Linked DNA regions of Pan troglodytes: all the other regions are linked to region 2. The links are chromatin contacts, called in public Hi-C maps. All regions are on one chromosome and are shown on one strand. Each heading gives the region's core, a stretch centred on a gene start, on an enhancer-like site or on the middle of the called end of the contact. The rest is flanking DNA. Distances are from core to core; before and after follow the strand shown. Region 1 overlaps LOC112208161 (a long non-coding RNA gene). Region 2 holds the start of LOC104004959 (collagen alpha-1(I) chain-like). Region 3 has its middle 150 kb from the start of ZFP36L2.

Region 1 (2,700 bases), core at 28-2,527, 200 kb before region 2:
GTTGAGTGGAGGATCTGGAGAGAGTTTTAGTGCCAAGACTGGAGACAGACCCAACTGACTTCTACCTGACAAGAAGGGCCCAGTGGAAACACATGGAGACTCCAGGCAGGTGAATAATTTCATATCCTACCAAAGCCATATTCTTTTACTATGTTCCACTTTAGTGTAGCAGAAACTGATCTCTGCTTGGAGGAATGAGGGAGTAGACAGAGAAGAGGGTCCCCGTTACCAAGTAGGCAGAGAAGAGGGTCCCTGTTAGCAACACTCCATCTCCTCTGAGCGGTTCAGCTCTCACCCCAATGAGACAAAAACTCTGCAGAGACCTTCCCCACCTTCCTTAGAGACTGACTGCTATTATACTAGCCTGCTCTTTTGGGGGTATCCCTAATCACCCTATTGCAAACCACTCATTAAAACATGCAACTGTCCCATAGAGGAGTTGCAGATATGGTTTTCTTGGTCTCCTTTTATTTCCAGTGATGTTGGAGTGCCTCCGAAAGATGGCACCCTGGGAAGCTTCTGGGTGCTGGGCACTGAGCATGTTATCTCATTTCATCTCCCTGCCAGGGCACTATCATGAGCTCCATTCCACCTGGTGCAACTGAGGCTGAGGGCAGTTAGGTTAGCTGCCCAAGAGGTTAAGAGCTGCTGAGAGCTGTTGAGAGCTGCCATCCTACCTTGGAGCTGAGATCTGAATTCAGCTTCATCCATCTTAGTCTGAAGATCTTCACTTCCTCCCCTTCCTGCAGGACAAAATGGAAAGAAAAAGCCCTTGAGAACAGGAGGGTAGGACCTATGAGGGGCCATAGGGGGTGGAGGTTTGAACAGGGAGCTACGAGCCCACCCAGATATCCAGTGGGCAGCAGGGAGGAAGACTGCCTGCCCAGGACGGCCACAAAACAGCCCTGGGGGGTGAGGGGGGTGTGAGGAGCCAGCATGGGAAAGTGAAGGAGCCTTGTTCTGTAGAGGGAAACCCCCTCCTCCGCAGCAGAAACACTGGAAGTGTCCACTGATAGAACAGGGTGGGCCTGGGTCAGCAAAAAGCCCAAGAGAGATCTTTGCAGGAGAAATCTCTCCTTCGGTGCTGGAATTGGAGAGTGAATAAAGTCCTTTGGGCCAGGTGGAGGCAGCAGTGCCGAAAGCCTGGGAGGTGGCCCTGGTTGGTCCCTCTTTTCCCATCTCCCCTCCTTCCAAACCCCAGTCCAGCGAGGCTCAGCTCCAGAGCCAAGGAGGGGCTGGCCGTCCGTTCCTGGCCTCACCAGCAGAGGTCTCCAGAGCAGGGAGCAGAGGGCTTGGGGTGGGGGAGGGAATGGAAGGATGCCCTGCACCTTCCGCCCTGCTCACAGATGTCCAGGGGTCCACATGCATGGGTGGTCTTGACTCATGCATAGGTGTGTCTGTATTTGTGTGCATCCGTGTGGGGGTATGTAAGTGTGGGAAGTGGGTGTATCTGCATTTGTGGGTGTGTAGGTGTCTGTGGGTGCATGCATGTTTGTAAGTGTGCTGGGTGGTATCTCTGCGTGTATGTTTGCCCATTCCGTCTTCGCACATGTTGGCACTGCTTGTGGCCCTGTGTATATCTGTGTGCAAGTGAGTCCTGCATCATTTGTGCATAGTTGTCTATGCTTGGGCTTGTAAGGAGAGAGGAGAAAAATAAGTGACCTGGGGAAGGGAATGCTTTGACATCTCAACATTCTAGGAGGCAGGGATGTGGGGTCGTCTGTACTGTCCCATGTCCACACACACTGACCCAACCTGGCCACCTCCTGCCCCTTCCTTAGCACAGCCCCTGAATTTGTTAAAACCTCATTTACAGCAGGTGTTGCTGACAACCAGTTCCCAGGAAGGAAGGCCTTCCAGAGCGCGCTCTCTCTCTCTCCTCTCTCTCCTCTCCCTCTCTCTCTGTAGCTGGTAAACATTATTCTCATTGTTGTGGGGGGCAGTGGAGCCACAGAGTATGGTGGGAGGCAGTTAGAGAGCTGCAGTGGGGGAACCACATGCCCATGGCTGACTCACCCATGGGTGAACAAAGGCAGTGGCCATGAGGGAAAGTGCAGGGGAAAGCCCTGGACAAGGCCTAGCTCTGCTCCTGGCCTGAGGCCCTGCACTGGAGCTCAGCCAGTGCTGGGGGGCAGGCAGAAGGGAGGCCCCTTACCCATGTCACGCTGAAAATCCTTGCTGCAGGGAGTAGGGCAGAGTCTGGAGCCTACCACATGATGGGAAGGTGTGTTTACTTCCCACTGCTGCTGTAACAAATCGCCACCAACTTAGCGGCTTAAAGCAACACAAATTTATACAGCTCTGGAGGCCAGAAGGCCAAAATCAGCATCTTTGGGCTAAAAACAAGGTGTTGGCAGGGCTGCTCTCCTTCTGGAGGATCTAGGGGAGAACCCATTTCCTTGCCTTTCCCACTTCTAGAGGCCGCCTCCATTCCTTGGCTTGGGGCCCCTGCCTCCATCTTCAAAGTCAGCTAAGCCTGGGCAGTATAGTGAGACCCCATCTCTACAAAAATTTTAAAAATTAGCCAGTGTGGTGGTACACGCCTGTAGTTCCAGCTACTCAGGAAGCTAAAGTGGGAGGATCACTTGAGCCCAGGAGGCAGAGGTTGCAGTGAACCGAGATCACACCACTGCACTCCAGCCTTGGCAACAGTGCCAGACCCTGTTTCTAAACAAAAACAAACAAATGAAATCAGCTGCA
Region 2 (2,700 bases), core at 169-2,668:
GGAGGAGGAGCAGGACGAGGCCGAAGAGCAGGAGGGCGGCGGCGGCGTGCGCGACGTGGGGCTGTCGAGCAGCAGCGGCGACTCGAGGCCGCCCGGGGGCTGATGGTGGCCCGACGGGAAGCCGGAGAAGCTGAGGCTGTGGTGCAGCTTGGGCCGCGGCTCCCGCGGGAAGCCCAGGTGCAACGCATCGCGCGTGCCAAAGGCACGCAGGTCCCCGGAGGCGCCCCCCGACGGCGCGGGCCGCCGCTCGTCCGCGTTGTGGATGAAGTGGCAGCGCGGCCCGTAAGGGCAGAAGCCGATGGTGTGAAAGGTGCGGCACAGCTCGGTCTTGTACTTCGGATGGCGAGTCAGGCTGCGCAGCTCGTGGAAGCCATGCGCGAACTGGCACTTTTCGCCGTACTTGCACGTGCCGCTCTCCTCGAAGGGCCGGCACAGCTCGGTCTTGTAGCGCGTGGAGTTGATCTGGGAGCCGCCGCCCCCCTTCTGCTGCTGCTGCAGGTGCAGGAGGTGCTGGCTGCGATCGCCGTTCTCGCTAAACGAGCGGTCCCGGAATTTGTTCTCCTTGTTGAGCAGGGCTGTGCCGCCGCCCCCCGACGGCTCCTTAAGGGTGCCGTAGGAGGTCGGGCCGCCGGCCGCCGCGCTGCCGCAGCTGCTGCCGTTAGCGGCGCCCGGGAACTTGGGCGAGCAGCTGCCGGGGCTGGGCGCGGGGTGGGCGAGTGCATGCAGGTTGCTGGCCGAGTGCCGTCGGAGGAAGCCCGGCGCGAAGCCCGAGCTGGGGGCGGCGGCCACAGGCGTCCCCACAGCCTTCTTGTCCAGCATGTTGTTCAGGTTGAGGTTGGCCAGGGATTTCTCCGTCTGCCAAAGGGAGGGGAGCGGGGAAGGGATGAAAAACTGAAGGGGAAGACAGACTCGGGGCGAGCCGCAGAGGAACTCCCAGCCTGATTCTTTTCCTTTTTTTTCCCCCACTCTTGGCGGATCCCGACTCGGCCTCCACCCTCCACTTATACACGCGCAAAACCAGCAAGATCTTGCTGGACGGAGCGGGAGAGATGAGGACGCCCACCGTGGGCCGCGCTGGGTTTCGACACGTGATCCTCCGCCCCGGCTGCCGAGGTGGGCGGCGCGAAGCCTGTCCGGGAAGCCCCGGGCAGCGTGGCCGCGGTCGGCAGTGGAGAAACTCAACCGCGACACCGGCGCCTTCCTTGCCGCCCTCCCCGCCTCCAGGACGCTCGGACACTCTTTTGCAAACCCCGGGACTTTCCCGACCTGAAAGGCAGGGCGGGAGGGGCGTCCCCCAGAACCTGGGGACAGAGGCAAAGTCCAAGAACTAGAACGGCTGCTGCCGGCCGGGCCCGCTCCCTGGCCTACCTTGCACAAGAAGTCGACATCGTAGAAGGCGGACAGAAGTGTGGTCGACATGTTTCTGGATCCCGCAGTGGCCGGAGCGGCAGGCCGGGAGGTCGGGAGAAGCCCTTGGGGCGGCGTGGCCGGGCTTGAGCCACGACGAATAACGGGCGAGGGGCGGGGAGGGGCCGAAAGTTTGCCGGGGGGCGAGAGGAGAGGGCGAGTGCAGCGGCGCGGGCCGGCGGGAGGGTCCGGCGGAGTGCGGCAGGGGGGAAAGAGAGAAGCGAGGAGCGCTCCTCCGCGCCCCGGGGTGCCCGGCCCGCCCCCCCCCCCGGAGCCGACGGCAGCTCGCGGACTGCTGGAACTCGGCGGCCTGCGAGCGCGCGCCCTATATAGAGCCCGGGAGCGCGGCTGCGGCGGGGCGGGCGCGCCGGGGGAGGGGACAGAACTCGGCCCCCGCCGGGGTCTCCAGGCAACGCCGCCCGCCCGCTCGCGGACGTCAGGCGCCTTCCCGGCCTCCCATTGGCCGCCGCCAATTTTTTTCCTCCCGGGGAGGGGGCTGGAGGCCTCCGGGCGGGGCCGGCGGCCCGGGCGGCCGGTGTGGCGTGTAGCTCTCGGCCCCAGTGGATGCCGCCGGGTGGCGGCGGGAAGGCACGGCTCTTCTCCTCCGGGGCTGCGCGGTCGGAGAGCCCCGGTACGTTTAGCGTGGCCGGGATTCTGCAGCCCTGGACGTGTCTTTCCCTGCCCTGTTCTCCGAGGCGGACCTGTGGAGCTTTTAGCTCCCACCTTCGGTTTTGTACTGGGCGCGGGAATTGCAAAATGCCAGAATATCGCAACCATCCCCGCGGCCCGGCGGGTTTGCAAAGGGTGCCCCGGCCAGGAGGCGGGGGCTCGGGGCCTGCGTCCAGTCGGTGGCGGCTCCAGCCCGACTGCACGTGGAGTCGCGGTGGGGGTGGGGGTGGCCACGCGGGCGGCCGCCGCGGCAGTCTTGCCGGTGGAGCCCGGGCTCGTTTCTCCGCCCCCTCCCCGCCCAGGCTCAGTAAACAGGGCTTGAGCGCCGGGGCCTGCCGGGCAGGGCTGAGTGTCTGAGGACAAGGCGCTGGCTTTGCTAATCACATCACAAGACCTTGAGCCAGGGCCAAAGGCGCGGAGTGGCGCGGGACGTCCCGGGCGGGGGAGCTGACTCTGAGGAGAGGAGGAAAGGCCGGGAGAGCCGTGCGGGCTTGAAGGCGACTTAGCGCCACCTTTCCGTCTGCTGGTCGGCCCGGCCTTCCCCAGCCCTCTGGGGCTGGGGGTGCAGCGGCCTGCCGAGGCTCCCCGCCCGGTACAGCCTGGGCCTGTTGCGTCCTCCCAGCC
Region 3 (2,700 bases), core at 188-2,687, 140 kb before region 2:
AGTCCGAGCATAGGGCCCCAGTTCATGGACACCCCCCTCATCCCCCAGTACCTCCTTCAGCCTCTGCCCTGGAAGGTTTCCCTAAGAGGAACTAGCTTTACTCCCATATCCCAGGGACTTGCACTGGCCCTCAAATACCATCCATCCCAGAACACCCCAGAAGCCATGGGGAACAGCAGGGAAAACAGCCTCACCAACCCTCCAATCTTCTTGTCATGGGGCCAACGATTCTAGGGCCCAGAGCCTGAAGCTCCTCTCACCCTTCACCCTGACAAACACATAACCACTCCCACATTCCCAAACCCTGCCCCCAGGACCTGCTGAAGTCAAGCAGATTTTTCTCAAATGTCAAGGACAGCAAAAGCTACTTCTAAGAGGATTCAGCTCAAACCTCCAAACCTGCAAATAGACAGTCAGGATAAACCCAAGCAGGAGAGAGGCTTGCACAACCACTGCTTTTGGTCCCCACCTGACAGACACCTTGAGGGACCTTGGCAACATTCTCCTCCCCTGCCCGAAAATATTCCCACACTGGCCCATCTGCTCCAGGGCCTGGGATTCCACCATTCAACCCTGACCTCCCTTTGCAATACTGAACTCGAAGAGTCTTGCCGAGGTTTCAAGTGTGTCCCCGCTCCCAGGGCCTGGGATCTGGCCAGGGAGGGCTGGAAAGAAGGAAATGCACCACAGATAGAGGAAGTAGCTTCGGCAAGGTGAAGCACAAAGGCAAACTTTGCTGACAGAAGACTCTTGCTGCTGGCCGACCAGGCCTGCCTGTCATGAGAATCAAAATTGTTTTCTTTTGTCGAAAAAATATTTCCAAGGTAGTTCTTGTGTTGTGCTCAGGCACGCGGGTAAGGAAGCAATAGTGAGTGCTTCCTTCTTGCCTGCCAGGGACCTTGTGCATATCTGTTGGCTCATTGCATCTTAGAAACTCCTGAAGAAACTGAGGCTTGGGGAGGTTGCCTGCCCCCACGCACCCCTCAGGGACTAAGTGACAGAGCTGAGATCCCCAGTCGGCCAGACACAAAGCCCTCCTACTTTCTGAAGCCCCACCCTGCTGGGGAGGGAGAACTGGACGCCATCTGGGAAGAATTAAGGAGGTTTTTAGAAAAGGCCTCTGCAGGAATGAGAAAACCTTCATTAGGGCTTTTTAATCAATAAAACAGGAACAAAACCTCCCTCCCTGCCAACATTTCTGGACTCCTAGGAGATGCCCAACTGTGCCCAACAAATGATTCAGAAAGCGAGTATAAAATTCAAAAAATCCCCATCCCGACAAGTCAGAGAATGCTTTTTACTGGATGTGGGGGAGGGGAAGCCGAACCTCATGGCTCCTTGGATCTCAGTTCCTGTCTCTTGCCTTAACAGAGCCCAGACTTGTCATCTGAGAGGAAGGGGGAGGCTGAGGTCACTGCCCTTCTCTGGTTTCTGCCAAGAGCTCTGCTCTTCTCCAGGGAGGTGGCGGGGCTGGGATGGCTTTGTACCCTGCAGGCTCCAGCAGGATTGCATCTGCCGAGGTGCATCTTAGAAAGGGGAGTGTGAGATGCAGGTCCCCCACCTCTGGTGCTCCTGGCCAAGGCTGAGTGCCTGTGGTTCCTTTGTGGCCGCTCAGGTGGGAAAAGCGTTTGTGATACCAAAAAATCAGCTAGTCTCAGCCCTGAGCCGCAGCTGGGCACCTGCAAACCGAGGGCCTCACTTAGCCTGTCCCATCTGCAAAGGGAGTCATCAGATGCTTCCCAAAGACCTTCTCAGGGTGAAATGAGAAAGTGGAGTATATTCGTTTTCTATTGCTGCATCACAAATTATTACAAAGCAGCTTAAACACTACCCATTTCTTATTTCACACTTCAGGTCAGAAGTCCAGGTGGGCTCAGCTGTAGTCTCTGCTTAGGGTCTCACAAGCTGAAAATCAAAGTGTGAGCTGGCTGGCTCCTATCAGAAGCTCTTTTCCAGAAGCTCTGGGAAAGCATCTCCTTGCAAGCTCATTCGGGTTGTGGCGGAATTCCACTCCTGCAGTTGCAGGACTGAGGTGGCGGTCAGCCAGGGATCCCTATCAGCTCCTCGAAGCTGCTCTCTCTCAGGTCCTTTCCACATGGTCCCCTCCTTCTTCAAGTCATCCAAGATGTATTGAACCCTTCCTCACACTTCACATCTGTGACTTCCTCTCCTGCCCCCAGCCAGAGAAAACCCTCTGCTTCTAAAGGGCTCGTGTGATTCGATTAGGCCCCTACCAACTCATCTTTCTTTTCTTGGACTCAGAGTCAACTGATTTCTATCCTTAATGATGTCTTTGAAATCCCTTTGCCATATAATTTCACATGATCATGGGCTTGATGTCTTATCATGTTCAGGGGTTCGGATAGAAATATTGGGGGCCATATTTAGAATTCTGCCTACACGGGAAGCAAAAGTGCTTTGTCACCTCTAAAGTGCCAGACTTAGGCTCTCATTAGAGCCTAATGAGGGTCTAACCCTTAGGGAGGGTTTCCTTCCCTCTGCCCCAGGAGCGCAAAGGAAAGGGTGACACTGGATTAGGGGTGGCTGCCTATGGCCCCTGCCCCTTCCCCTCCTCCTCCTCCTCCTCCTCCTCTTGAGCCTACCTCTGGGCTTTTCATGACTTGTAGAGGGAGCCCTGTCTCAGGACCCCAGGACTTAATCTGTCCGTCACCTTCCCCTTCCAGATCTTCAGCCACTCCA

What was found. A called contact is a pair of places that touch in the nucleus more often than the background predicts.
Region 1: a Hi-C map of stem cell-derived neural progenitor cells shows a contact between it and region 2, with 5 times the contacts expected there. The contact joins the enhancer-like site here to the promoter of LOC104004959 in region 2. A contact is called at or near these places in 3 of 7 Hi-C or Micro-C datasets (blood, induced pluripotent stem cells and stem cell-derived neural progenitor cells) and 1 of 1 datasets of contacts at active chromatin or transcription factors (stem cell-derived excitatory neurons).
Region 3: a Hi-C map of stem cell-derived neural progenitor cells shows a contact between it and region 2, with 4 times the contacts expected there. The contact joins the enhancer-like site here to the promoter of LOC104004959 in region 2. A contact is called at or near these places in 1 of 7 Hi-C or Micro-C datasets (stem cell-derived neural progenitor cells) and 1 of 1 datasets of contacts at active chromatin or transcription factors (stem cell-derived excitatory neurons).

The regions. Positions count from the first base shown.
Region 1 is chr12:79,699,863-79,702,562 of NHGRI_mPanTro3-v2.0_pri, reverse strand. It overlaps LOC112208161 (a long non-coding RNA gene), which reads right to left. Exons shown (of 8, transcript XR_008546387.2): 5 at 678-743. Among named protein-coding and RNA genes, the nearest start is that of ZFP36L2, 200 kb to the right of the region's middle. Within about 2 kb of position 1,277, at least 9 of the 24 cell types and tissues checked have an H3K27ac peak or open chromatin away from gene starts, as enhancers often do. A contact at or near this core is called in stem cell-derived neural progenitor cells, where this site is marked.
Region 2 is chr12:79,500,217-79,502,916 of NHGRI_mPanTro3-v2.0_pri, reverse strand. It overlaps LOC104004959 (collagen alpha-1(I) chain-like), which reads left to right and starts at 1,418. Exons shown (of 3, transcript XM_063789922.1): 1 at 1,418-2,700. The coding sequence starts at 1,418. The coding sequence ends at 2,398. ZFP36L2 (ZFP36 ring finger protein like 2) reads right to left here and starts at 1,503. Exons shown (of 2, transcript XM_515435.8): 1 at 1,369-1,503; 2 at 1-855. The coding sequence starts at 1,419.
Region 3 is chr12:79,645,123-79,647,822 of NHGRI_mPanTro3-v2.0_pri, reverse strand. No RefSeq gene overlaps it. Among named protein-coding and RNA genes, the nearest start is that of ZFP36L2, 150 kb to the right of the region's middle. Within about 2 kb of position 1,437, at least 7 of the 24 cell types and tissues checked have an H3K27ac peak or open chromatin away from gene starts, as enhancers often do. A contact at or near this core is called in stem cell-derived neural progenitor cells, where this site is marked.